2 separate regions of the Zea mays genome follow, and region 2 is linked to region 1. Evidence: chromatin contacts called from public Hi-C data. All regions are on one chromosome and are shown on one strand. The core of a region is the stretch at or near the end of the contact, and the rest is flanking DNA. Distances in the headings are between cores, read along the strand shown.

Region 1 (6,511 bases), core at 878-3,377:
TTGTTTGGTGTGTGTATATGTTTTTTGTGTGAGTCTGGTGTGTTTTTTTTAGTGTTGTGTTCTGATTGTCCCAGGCCTCAGGCCTTTTTCCCTCTACTTTAATATAATGATAAGCAGCACTCCTGCATATTCGAGAAAAAAAATAAAGAACAAACTATACAATCCATAAACAAGTTTAACTGATTATATGGCCACTCTATGTTTAGACTCTTAAACACCATTAACTTCGAACAAAAAAAAAAGAAGAATGTGTAGATCTAGATCAACTACAGCTATTAACTCCAATGCGCCATACCTTATCAATACTATGTACAACTTTTTATCTTTGTGCTGGTTTGCCCATGTATCAATAGCATCAGTTGAACCAATCCTTGGCATCCGCGTCCTCATGCTCTCATCATGAATAGATGGTTCATTATTTGTTTCTCCCTTTTCTCCTTCAGATAGGTCTTCAGACAAATCAGCAGCATATTGACGAGCTTTCTCAAATTCCATGCGTTGTTTAGACAATCGTGAGGCTTCCTCTCCTTCTATCTGTGGTCAAAAAAATTATAAAGAGAACATAATTTCTGAAACCAAATCATGAAATATAACAAATATATGTACCGTGGGCATGAACAATTCTACTATGGCACTACAAATGTGTTTTATGTATCTGCAGCTAAATGTGTTTTATGTATCTGCAGCTACCTTCTGTGGTTAAAGTTCAATGCCAAGATTGTAGTACAAGCAAGAATACCAGTATAAACTTTCACATGTTTGCATCAGATGCTTATCATGTATGTTGGCAAATTCATGATAGATATTATGCTTAAATATTTGCATCAGATATTTATCATGCATGTTGGAATGCCCGTGGAAAATATTATGCTATACTGTTTGTGCTATCCTCTCAAAAATAAAAAGAAAAGATCTTTTTTATTTGAGCCCTAGAAGGTTGCCATATCTACTACCCGCAACTATTCCATGACAAAATTAGAAAAGACAGCTAGTTCATGGATCATTTTAAATTTATCTGATGTACCCTTCTAAAAACAAACAACCTATGTGACTTGAAATACTTCCTTTCAGACAAAGACCTAAGTATAAATCAGACTTCCACAGGTTTGCATCCAAACCTTGATGTAACATGTGTGCTTTCCAGCATCAGAGCACAATACAAGAAATTTATCTCAGCAGGAGACAGCACATAAGACACTATGTCAATTGATCAGAGGACCCAGTTCAAGCACAAGCACAGCACGAGTAGGATTTAAATATTCCCCAGGTGCAACAAAAGTTACCCGAGCCTGACCACCCAGTCAACCATACTATGTCGACAACTACATCTTAGTGCTAGTTGTCTACATATTATGATTTTTTTGTAACCACATATTATGATTGATTGGCTGGTCAGGCAGCTCTCTATCAAAGCAGGGGCTTTGCCCTACTGTTTTCACTCAAAAACACTACTACCACTAGTATACTTCTGGTACTAGAATCCGTTGTCTAAATAGTTACCTCAGGAGCACGATCTCCAAAAGTTAGTTGGTTCTTGAGTGCACACAAAATTGGTCGGCAAGCTTTTCAAGAAACAAGTAATGCTGCTATCAACTTTTATTCGGTCGGACATGCGTATACCTGCTTCTTCTTCCTGGCGAGGTTCCAGATCCTCCACGACATGTTCTCCAGCCGCGTGTTCCGCTCCTGGGGACTCCTCATAGCCGAGGTCTGAAACCAAAATTCATATAAATAAATAAAAATGGCAGAAAAAAGACATCAAGCCAGAAAAAAAAAACGTGCCCATAACACTCGAATAGACATCAGCTGAAGGCGGCGGCGGAAGGACTTACGCGGACCCAGGTCTTGTAGAGGTCGGTCTCGTCGAAGCCGGAGATGACCTCCTCGACGAAGTATCGCGCGGGGCTGAACCGGCCGCGCTCTCGGAGCATCAGCGACGACTTATCCCGCTTCTCCACGGCCGTCCCGTCGCGGCCGTCCCCGCTGCCTGCGGCTGCCGAGAGATCTCCCGCGGCCCCGCCAGCGTCCAGAATAGCCTCCAGGTAGCTGTTGATCCAGTCGTTCCCGGCCATCTCGCCCCGTCGAGCTCGGCGCCCCCGCGAGCGCCCCTGTCTGCTTTGGCGATTCGATTGGAGTCGGATCCTGGAGGTTTCTGGAAGGGGTAGAAAGGTGGGAATGGACTCGACGGTACGCCAGCTGAGGCTAATGCTAAATTGCTAATGATTATGGTCAGTGATCTCGTACAGTGTTTATGGGGTTTTTTCTTGCTTTCGAGAGTAGTAGGAAACACAGCTGGCCGACATGGGTGCAGCAGGAAACGGGTGCGCGGGGCGCTTAGCTGCTGCGCGCCACGTTGCGTTCTGGCGGAGCAGGCGCTGTCGCCGTTCGGAGGGAGAATCGGAGCCTACCATTATTGTCCCATGTATACCAAATAAAATAGCCACTCAACAACTCATATATGTTTGTTGTTTTGCTAAACCTGCATGATTAGTTGTACAAAGCTATCTCTGTTAGTTGGCTATATTGCTTGTATATAGAGGTGAGTAAAAGACCCGATACCAAATATCTGAAGCTAGACTTGAAATGATCTCCGTCTTAATTTATAATTCGTTCGACTTTTTTACTAAGTTTAACAGGCTCGTTTTATTATTTTTTTGCGAAAAAAATCAAAGTCATATATAAAGTATATTATATGTTAAACGATATTACAATAAAAGTTAACTATAATTATGAAAAATTTTGAATAAAACGAGTGGGACAAATTTGGGATAAAAAGTCAAATAAATTATAAAGTGGAACGGATAGTAAACACACTAATTTAATTTTAATTTAGATAGTTCATGAAATATTTACTGGTATCCCAACCCATTGGTCCAGTGCAATATAAATTTATTATTTGATATGGAAAAGTTTAAAGATCTTACACATTCTAATGAGCAAAAGTATTACTACTATTCAATTGGTTATACTAGAGTAGAACTACTAAGCTACAATTATTAAGCTACACAAGCTAAGCAAATCAACTATACAAGAGCAACAACACAACCACAAGTTATCAACTAGTAAATAAAAGTTTATGTTGGGGAATTACAAACCAACAAAAGATAATAACGCGGTGATTTTTATCCAAGGTTTCATGGTTTGTCAACCACTTAACTTTATTGAGACAAGGTCAAGATTGCTGCTAGTACTCTTACCAATGATGGCCCGTAGGTCCACTCTCACCTCGCAAAGCGTGGTTACACAAGAGCTCTAGCACTTGATTCAACGAGTCCACTTGATGTCATTTCCATCTCACTTCTACTAAAGCTATTGTTCACAATCTCTCGTGGAGTAAGACAACAAATATAACACCCTAAATTTAGAGATATAATTTTTTAAAATATCTATGAAAATTTGGGTGTTACCTTCTTTCCTCCTTTTCTTCCTTCTTGCCATATTCTCGAAGGAGTAGAGTGGAGTTATTTTTATTTAAACAAGTATTAATTTGGCAAGTTAAACCCTAAAAGACTTACTGTTGCATCATGCTGGAGCATCTATTTTCAAATGATGATTGTGTTTCGGTGTGCATCCATTTAAACCCATGGAGTGTATTTGATCTTGAATTCAAAAACTAAAACTAGATTCAAATAGTAAAAAAAGAAAAGAAAAAAACAATAATGAAAAGGGAAAAGCCCCATTTCCCCCTTAGCCAGCCTGCCCCATCCTCCCGCGCGCCCCGCGCTTGGCGCACTCCACGACCGACTCCCGCCCCAGCCACGTGCCCCAACGCATGCCCTCGCCCGTAGCCCAGCACTCCCACCCCCGGTCCAGCTAGCCACGTGCTTGCGCCAGCCAAACCATGTGCCCGCGCCTTGGCCCCGCTCGCTCACGCGCGCTTGAGCGCGCCGCCGCTGAGCTTGCCTGCACCTACAGCCGTCGGCCCACCAGTCGGCGCCTATCGCCCCTGTTCATCTTCTTTGTGTAACTGCCTCCGCACCCACAACGCGGCACTCGCCAAAACCGCCCGCCTGCGCCTCCCTCTCCCTTTCTTCCATCTCAGACACTAGCCCCACCTCTCTCTCTCTCTCTCTCTCTCTCTCTCTCTTCCACATGCCTCGTCCTCACGCACAGAGCCGTGTAGCACCTCGTGCCCGCCTTGTCGCGCATTGCGCCCTGCCGCACTCTCCTCATCGTCGTTCGCACCTGCCTCACTACGCGCTGCCCTCCCCAAGGCCGCACCGCATGCTCGGGACACATCACCGTCGTCCCAGGAGCGACACCGGAACTTCGCCGCGTCCGTGCGCTTGAAGTCGACTCGCCTCCTCGACGTATGTGCTCTGTTTTCACCATCCGAGGTGAGCCCACTGAGGTAAGTGTCTACCCCCTGCTCGGTCTACCCCCACCACCTCTGTGCAACCGCAATCTCGCCACGACGCGTGCCCGCCGAGCACGCGCTAAACACCTGAGAAACCCATGGCTCGCCGCCTCGGCGCGCAGCCGCCATCGCGTGCCCTCGCTATGTGTGTGCCACACGTCTAACTCGCGCCCCAGCTGTCCACGCGTGCGTTGTCGCGCCCACGCCCTTGTGCGTTGCGATTCATGTGTTGTCTGCGCGTGTCGCACGCGCTGTCCACGCACCGTCCGCGCGTATTATTAAATTGTTTTGCTATAATCACTCATGTTAATTAATTCATTCTTATTTAGTCGTCAACTAGTAAGATAACCGTTCAATTTATCTAAAATATCCTCTACAAACGATTTACACTAATTAAAATTAACCTAGAAATACAATTTTATGCGTTAATCACATGAATAGTCCGAAGGTGTACCCTTTTCGATTGTCGCGTGCCTTTTTCGCGTGAATGTAGAAGCAAGTTATATGTCATGTAGCACGACTTAATGATATTTTCCTTTGTATGATGTACCATTCTTTTCATTTCTAAGTGTATTGATTGAATGTTTGCATCGCATAGACAATGAGCAGTCCGTGTTTCCCGAAGGAGTAGCAGGAGAAGACCCTGAGCAACAACTCGATGAAGGCAAGTGTCATCTAATCTATTATATCCTATTCACATGAAAACTTATATTCCCGCACAACATGATTCAACCTAAGGAATGACTAGTTTTCTATTTTACTTGTCCTTGTTTACCTTTTTGGGTTGGGTTGTGATGATTAGCTCCATGCTAGTGCTTGTACTTTATTAATGAACATGATGAGACTGATTATGATACGATGCTTTTATTTTGTTTGTGATTATGAACTCATGACACTAAGGAGACTCGGGTTGTGCCCCGAGTGCTTCTTCGTAAGGATCGGTTCGTTGGATCATCACCTGGGAAAACAGTGCAGCCATGAGGGTGGTATGGGATGCCCTTAACTAATTAATTAGAGGAACCTCATGTGTAGCTTGCTTCGCCGTCATGTCGTCAATGGGGTCTGGGGGCACAGTACTTGCTCTACCGAGGTTGGGTGTTGAGGTTCTTTCGTTTGCTTTTTGCTAGTCGCCCCTTGGGGAGAGGTACTATGTTTATAAAACTTGGAGAAACTTAACGAGCGACTATACCTTTGGAGAATCTTTGTAAATGCTACGTAGTGACTCCCTAGTCATTCACCTCAGAAGTGAATATCGGGTCTTGCAAGCCTAGGCTAGAAAGGGAATCACGACTCATGGGTAAAGTGTGCAACCTCTGCACAGGGTTACGCGACCCAGTACACAACTCGGTGTTGATAGCCCGAACCCACCAGGCAGCCGCACCACCGCGCGCAGGCGCATGGAATTGCTGTGCCGGCTGCACGCCCACTCAAGCCGATGGGTGGGCCCGACCCGTTGGCTGCATCTATTCAGCCGCGTGCCTGCTTGCCCTCCCTCAGTGGCAGACCGGGCCCACTCACCAGTTGCCCTCGTCGCGCGCATGTCGACACTTCTACCACTGCCCCGCGGGCCCCACACGTCAGCCCCTATGTCCCCACGACTATAGATCTTCCCTCCTCTCGCAACCGCCGCAACCAAACCCTCTGCTGCCCACACGATTCCAACCGGTCATGTGCAACAGACCCCGAACTGACATTCTGGCGGCCATAAAACAAGACATCGGGTCCTTGCCTTCCCTTTTCCTTCGCCATATACCATCTCCCATTATCACCAGAGAGAGAGAGAGAGAGTTGTGGGGAGGTTTGTCGTTGTCGTGTCCTCAAGGTTGTGCCTGGGAGTCTCGCTAGAGTCCGTGGAGAGTGTATTTGGCCTCGACGCGTGAGATTAGCTGCCAAAACCACCGGAATCGCTCACCGGAGAAGAGTGGAAGCATAAATCTACCACTCTGTAGGATCTAGGACACCGGCTAGAGGGGGGGTGAATAGACGGTTTTGACTAAAAACAACAATACTAAGTAAATTTAATCAATACAACAAGAGGAATAAATTTACTAGTGTCAATAAGTAAACAATGTATGAAAGACAACTACGGAGATTGAATACTTGAAGAACAATAAGCAAAATACTAATCAATTGCAAGGCAATAAGTAATGCTAG
Region 2 (6,270 bases), core at 610-3,109, 300 kb after region 1:
AAGGCGAGAGCGACGAGCCCGAGCATGACCCAGGCAATGGCCGACACAAGCACCAACTGCACGACACCCCTGCGGGACACCATTCGCATCGTCACCGCGTCCGCCTTCGACGCCACGGACGTGATGCCGCCATTGCTTGATACTGAATCGAACCCTCGGATGTCATATTCGAACAGGGAGAGCGACACATGAAGATGTCGACGTTGTGCTTAAGGTGTCCCCTGCTGCCGGTGAAGGTGCTGCGCGCAACGTTGCTTGTGGTTGTGGCAGCGGCGGAGAAGACGAGCACGAGCTATGGATCGGCCGCGGCGCTAGCAAGCCATCTCCATGCGGCCATAAAGGCGAGAAGGGAGGGGGTGGTGTTTCGGGGCGGGGGTAGCAGCGACATGGGGAGGAAGAGGGCGGGGGCGAGGACCCACGACGGGCATCACATTAGAGTTTCCCGACGGGGATCACAGACGGAGACGGGGAAGCGGCGACATGGTGAAGAAGAGGGCGAGGGCGAGGACCCATGGCGGGCATCGCATTGGAGTTTCCCGACGGGGATCACGGACGGAGACGGGGAAGCGACTACATTCTCGGGAAGGAGAGGCAACTGGCGCACTGGAGACGGATGGGGACGGGGGTCACGGATGCTGCCTCCTCTCCGCTCGCGATACACGGGCCGAACAGGAGGGACGACAATGCGGATTCCTCGATCCCCTTCCATGGAGAGCGGATTCCTCGATCCCCTTCCATGCACGCGCGTCAGGTCCCGACTCCTGCTACTCTGGGGCTCTACATCGCGTAGGCAGGAACATGACCGATCGAATTCGAAAGGAGACGAACCTCAACGGTGTTGGGGAAGGAGAGCGCGACGACGTGGCCCGGGAGAAATCCGGCGTCGGCGGCGAGTCGTGCGGCCGCTGCGTCGATGAGAGCGTCGAGGGCGGCGTGCGTGAGCTCCGGCCTGCCCGGTACGGCAACTGCGCGACGGGTCGAGAAGGCGGCGGCCGCCTCCTTGAGCAGCACCGTCAGCGTGGTGGCCTCCATCGTCGCCATGGCCATGGGGGGAATCGGGGTGAGCAAAGCGGAGATGGGCTGTTGCGTGGGGGCCTTCCATAGATGGAGCGAGGAGGAGGAGGTGGCGGAATCGGCGGATGCGAACGCGTAGTGAGGGGGAGAGGAGGAGGAGATGGTGGTGGAATCGGCGGATGCGAATGCGAGATCTCGGGCGCAGGGGCACGAACGCGCGGGTGGAGGCCGGGCGCGCCAAGTCGGGGGCACGATGAAGCCCTGGTGGACGCCTACAGTGAGCTCTTAAGGATTAGTAGAGATTAAGGCGTGAGTTCGAATCCCCACCTCCTGCGCTGTTTTTTTAATATTTTACGCTGATTTAACCAAATGACCTGACGTGCTAACGAGCCGGTCCGACATGGTCTACGGGCATGCAACGGGTTAATTTGAAATAGATGTTGAAACTAGTGCTTTAATATAATAGAGATAGAGATTTAGAGGACGTTCTTGGAGACAATCTAAATACAAGTGCTAAAACTAGTCCCTATAAACCAAATACCCTAACGGGGTGTTTGGATCCCTTCATTTTAGAGAAACTGGAATTCACTCAATAAAGTAACTTATTTTGTTTGGAATTTGACATTTCAACACTTTACAAAGTTTAGATATAAGCATATCTCAAATTTATAGGGTGGAGGATGAAAAATAATTTTATACATTAGTAGAATTTGTTTCTATTATGTAACTTACATTACATTTTTCGTCTCACTCATTTATAATAAAAATATAACACATAAATATCTCCGACAACTTGCTAATAACAATATACAAATATATTTTACATATAACACATAAATATCTCCGACAACCTTCTCATCCCCAACCCCGTCAGCCCGTGCGGCCGTGCCCTCTGCCTCCTCTGCCACTCCTCGCCCAAAGCGCCAGAGGCGCAGCCCGAGCCACAGGTTGCCTCCTCTCCCTCTCCTCGTGGCCTCGTCCTTCTCGTTCAAGACGAAACCGTACGCGAGCGAGCTGGTGAGGGAGGAAGAGCAGGGAGGTGGGATCAGGCCGGCTCCATGGACGCCACGCTCCTCCTCCTCCCCGCCAACTGCACGGCCGCCGCCAGCGGGCGGATGCGGCCTCGACTGCCTGCAGGCCCACATGTGGCTTCCCCTGGTCCCTCCGCGCGGCCAAGGACCTCCATCCGGGCCTCAGCCGTGTCCGCAGCCCTCGCCGTTCGTGGCCTCCCGCAACACGCTTCCGTGGCCGGGGTCAGTCCCTCTCCCTCCCCGTTTATTGGCTGTAGCTTTTAACAGATTTTTTTATAAAGATGAAGATTGTTTTAGTGTCAGTTTGGTTTGTATATGCGATTAGAGCGAGGCTAATAATTTAGGCAGTTGCTAGCTAAATGTTTATGCCATGTCACTTATTACCATCACTAAGAAACACACATATAATGGACTGGCTATTTGGTTATCTGTTAGTTTGGCTAGCGAGCCATTTTACTATCGGGCCCACAAATCATAGACACAGATGGTCCCACAAGTCAGAGATACATGGTGATATAATAGCAGAGAGCTCAAACTGGGAGTGACAAAATAACAACTTTTTCTTGGCTGATATTGTTTAGGGAACCGGATATAGCATGTCTATCACATTGAAATAAGACAACTTGCAAGTAGAGGGACATCACAACGGAAGAAGAGCGCGATGATGAGTGGAAGGTCATTTTAGAACTTATGGAAGGATGGGAAGGACACGGAGCGGGTGATCCACGTTTGCACGTGATTGTAGTGCTCATTGACACCACATAGAAGGTTGAAGACGACTAGACGAGCGTACGATTAGATACAGGCTCTCTACTGCTTGCTTATGACTGAGCTGACCCTCATGATGATGCTGTGATATTTGTTGTAGAATGGAGAAGTACTGATTGCTTTTATGTTGTTCTAGAATGGAGTAAATAATGATGATGTTGAAAAATATTTAACTAGAAAGTAAGGGTTCAGTTTCCTTTTATGTTTCAAAGTTCTTGTTCTATCGTTCACTACAAAAGAAAACGACTTCAATGTTTGGTGGTTATTGAATTTGTTAGGGGTGCAAATTGGTTTCCCTAAAAGTCTTCACTGCCCCTCTTTAGTTCAATTCTAGTTTTCCAAAATGAGCTCTCATTTTGAAAAACTACTTCAATTTGTTGTACTAGAGAGTGAAGACAGAAACCCTTAGAGTCACCAATTAGCACTCCTGGATTTTATTTAAAGAACACATGATAGCAAAATAATTGTTATGACAAATGTTCTGAGAAATATCTTTAGCATAACTGCACAAATGTGATACAAAATAACCTTATCCATAATGAACTTGTTCTCCAAACCTCCTTAAGTTACTTGCTTGGTTATAACTATTATTTTCTGTTTGCAGATGGAAATATTTTAAATTGTACTAAATGTCTGTTGCAATCTGAATTTCTGGTTGTTCAGCAAAGCACTGGAAGTTATAGGGTTGGTGATGTTATGACCAAAAGGGAAGAGCTCCATGTTGTGAAACCAACAACTTCAGTTGATGACGGTGCCTTGTTTCTCATATGCTGCACTTGTCTGCCTTACTTTCGATCAGTAGAACGTGATCATTCAATTTTACTTTTTTTTGCAGCCCTTGAGATGCTGGTGAAGCATAGGATCTCTGGCTTTCCTGTTATTGATGATGACTGGAATTTGGTCGGTACAATTATTAGTTCCTCAAAGCCCATGAAGTCTCAAATTAGAAATGCATGCATAAGGACTATTCTTTTCTTATGTTACCTTCCTATATTTCATACCTACCTACGTCCTATATTTCATACCTACCTACGTTGGGAGTTGACTTGACATGTTCTAAATGCTTATACTTTATATTATGGCAAAACATTTATTCAGAAAATGTCTTGTTGACCTGCAAAAACATTTATATTATGCACTGAAAATAGTAGGCACACTGCATGGACATAACCACACTTTCTTTTACACTGTAGATATGGTGAAAGAACTTTTTTCTTCTGTACATAATGCATAGAGAAAAACATTCATTTGGTTTGAACTTCTTTCCTGTTGTAGGTTGGCGTTGTGTCAGATTATGATTTATTGGCACTGGATACAATATCAGGTATTTTCCAAGTTGTTAAATATTCGAATTTTCAGTACATAGTTGAAACTTCTTGCAGTGATATTATAAGGATTGTGGAGTGACACCTAGCATTAGTGTCCATGGCATGATTGTTTACCTAAATGTTCATGTCAAACCCGTTAGCGTAGTGTTAGTTGAAATTAAGGATGGGATACTACATCCTTGTTAGAGCAACTCCAACAATAGACTCTAAAACAAGGCCTCTACTTGACTTTTGATGGCTTTTCCTACTTTGGAGGGCCTTGTTTGCTAGGATCAACTCCAGTAGTGCCTTTAAATTAGCCCCCTATGTTTTTGGGATCTACTCTATTAAGTTGCATGCACCAGTCAATTCAACCTAAATGCTTAAGCTGGTGGGGAAATGTGGCCAATTCACTTTTATTCCAACACTCCCCCGCACGTCGAGGCTCTCTTAGCTCCCAGACGTGGAATAGGAGCGATCAATAATTATTTTATTTAACTGCTCTAACCATGATTCAAATTCGAGACCCCTGGCTCTGATATATTAAGTTGCATGCACCAATCAGCTCAACCTAAAAGCTTAAGCTGATGAGGAAGGTGATCAATTCACTTGTATTCCTACATAGAACATACTCATCATTTAAATTATTGTTATTCCTTTTTATTTTCCCTTTTATTCCCATGCTCTTATCCTAGTCGTTGGGCGGGGAAGAGCATCTCAGGGAATGAGGAGCTCGTCAGGCTGGGATGAGGGCTCAGTAGGGAGGGAGGAGGAACTCGACGGGGAGAGTTTGGCATGGACTTGGTGGCGGCGCAACGTGAGGGGGGACCTCGATGGGCCTCAGCGGTGGTGCGGTGGGAGGGGAGGACTTTGACAGGGAGGGGCGGGCTTGGCCTCGGCGCGACATGAGGGAATGTGGTGTCAGTGTTATTAAAACTACGTTTAAACATCAGAACGCTAATTAGAGGTTGAAACCACGTTTTGGTGTTCTAAACTATAAAACAAAGTGTTTCATCCGTTTTAGACCATTAGCTACTTTTAGGCTCAGTCTGTAAGTTACTTTTGGGTCCAATTTGGCTCATGGGTGAAGTTTTGGTAAGCCACTAACCTCTGTTTTGGTATTTAACTTCATGTTATTGTCTGAAATTATGATATATTGGTATTTTTCCTATGTTGTTTAAAACTACGTTTGAACTTTGTTTAAACGTTTAAAAGTCAAAACTTCACCCATGAGCGTTTCAACATTTTATCGTTTTAATAACCTTGGTGGTGGTGTCACGGGAGAGAGTCAGGATGAGAAAAAGATGCATGGGGTGGGAGTTGGTGTGGGCGCAATTTTTTTGGGAAAAAAACTATACAGTAGGGGATGGGGCTGAGCAAGAAGATTTGTGGGCCTCCATAAAGTAGGGACTCGAGTTCGGGCCTTGTTGGAGTAGGGGTCCTGAAAAGGGTCCCTCTTGATTTTTATTTGTAGCTATTTTTCATATATTTGATCGTCCTGGGTGCTTGGACGCTGGGAACCATCATAACCCGTCCGGTGTTTCCATAACCACCACGCTACGATGGTAACCAGGGAGTTGAACCCTTTTGTACTCACACTGGAAACCATTTCCTCTGCCCACCTCCAATCCTGCAGTGATGACACCTCTGAACCGGGTGCCAACTGCTGAAGACGTACAAGACAGAGGGCTTTAAACCAATCTTCTTTTGCAAACACACATGCCACTAGGATGTGTTGAATCGTCTCCTCTTGGTCACACAACAGACATTTCTCAGGGTGATCCAACCCTCGTCGAGCAAGCCGGCCCGCCGTCTAACACCGGTTGAGGGCACCGAGCCATAGAGAGAGTTTATACTTAGGTGGTGCCCAACTCTTCCAGATACGTGCAGCTGGCTTAAATTCCAAGCTCCCACAAAGAAATGTAAATAAGCCGATTTGGAGGAGTAAACTCCTGATGGTGAGGCATTCCAAATATGCTTATCAGGAGCCCCCGGCGTGAGCTGCACTCCCTGTAACAGATCCCAGATTAAGAAAATTTGAGAGAAGGTTTGTACTGAGAAATCTCGTCTGATATTACTAAGACACTAACCCATGCATCGCCATCCAACGCCTCTTGAACCCTCCTGCACTTGATGATTTTTTTGGAACA

The links. Hi-C and Micro-C count contacts between places; a contact is called where the count stands out from the background.
Region 2: a Hi-C map of endosperm shows a contact between it and region 1, with 2.4 times the contacts expected there. The contact joins the promoter of LOC100282782 here to the promoter of LOC100384028 in region 1. A contact is called at or near these places in 6 of 25 Hi-C or Micro-C datasets (bundle sheath, ear, endosperm and 2 more).

What each region holds. Positions count from the first base shown.
Region 1 is chr4:67,992,940-67,999,450 of Zm-B73-REFERENCE-NAM-5.0, forward strand. LOC100384028 reads right to left here and starts at 2,128. Exons shown (of 14, transcript NM_001362239.1): 1 at 1,833-2,128; 2 at 1,621-1,710; 3 at 296-534. The coding sequence starts at 2,072.
Region 2 is chr4:68,294,817-68,301,086 of Zm-B73-REFERENCE-NAM-5.0, forward strand. LOC100282782 reads left to right here and starts at 1,860. Exons shown (of 8, transcript NM_001155688.1): 1 at 1,860-2,267; 2 at 3,477-3,564; 3 at 3,649-3,713; 4 at 4,089-4,137. The coding sequence starts at 2,073.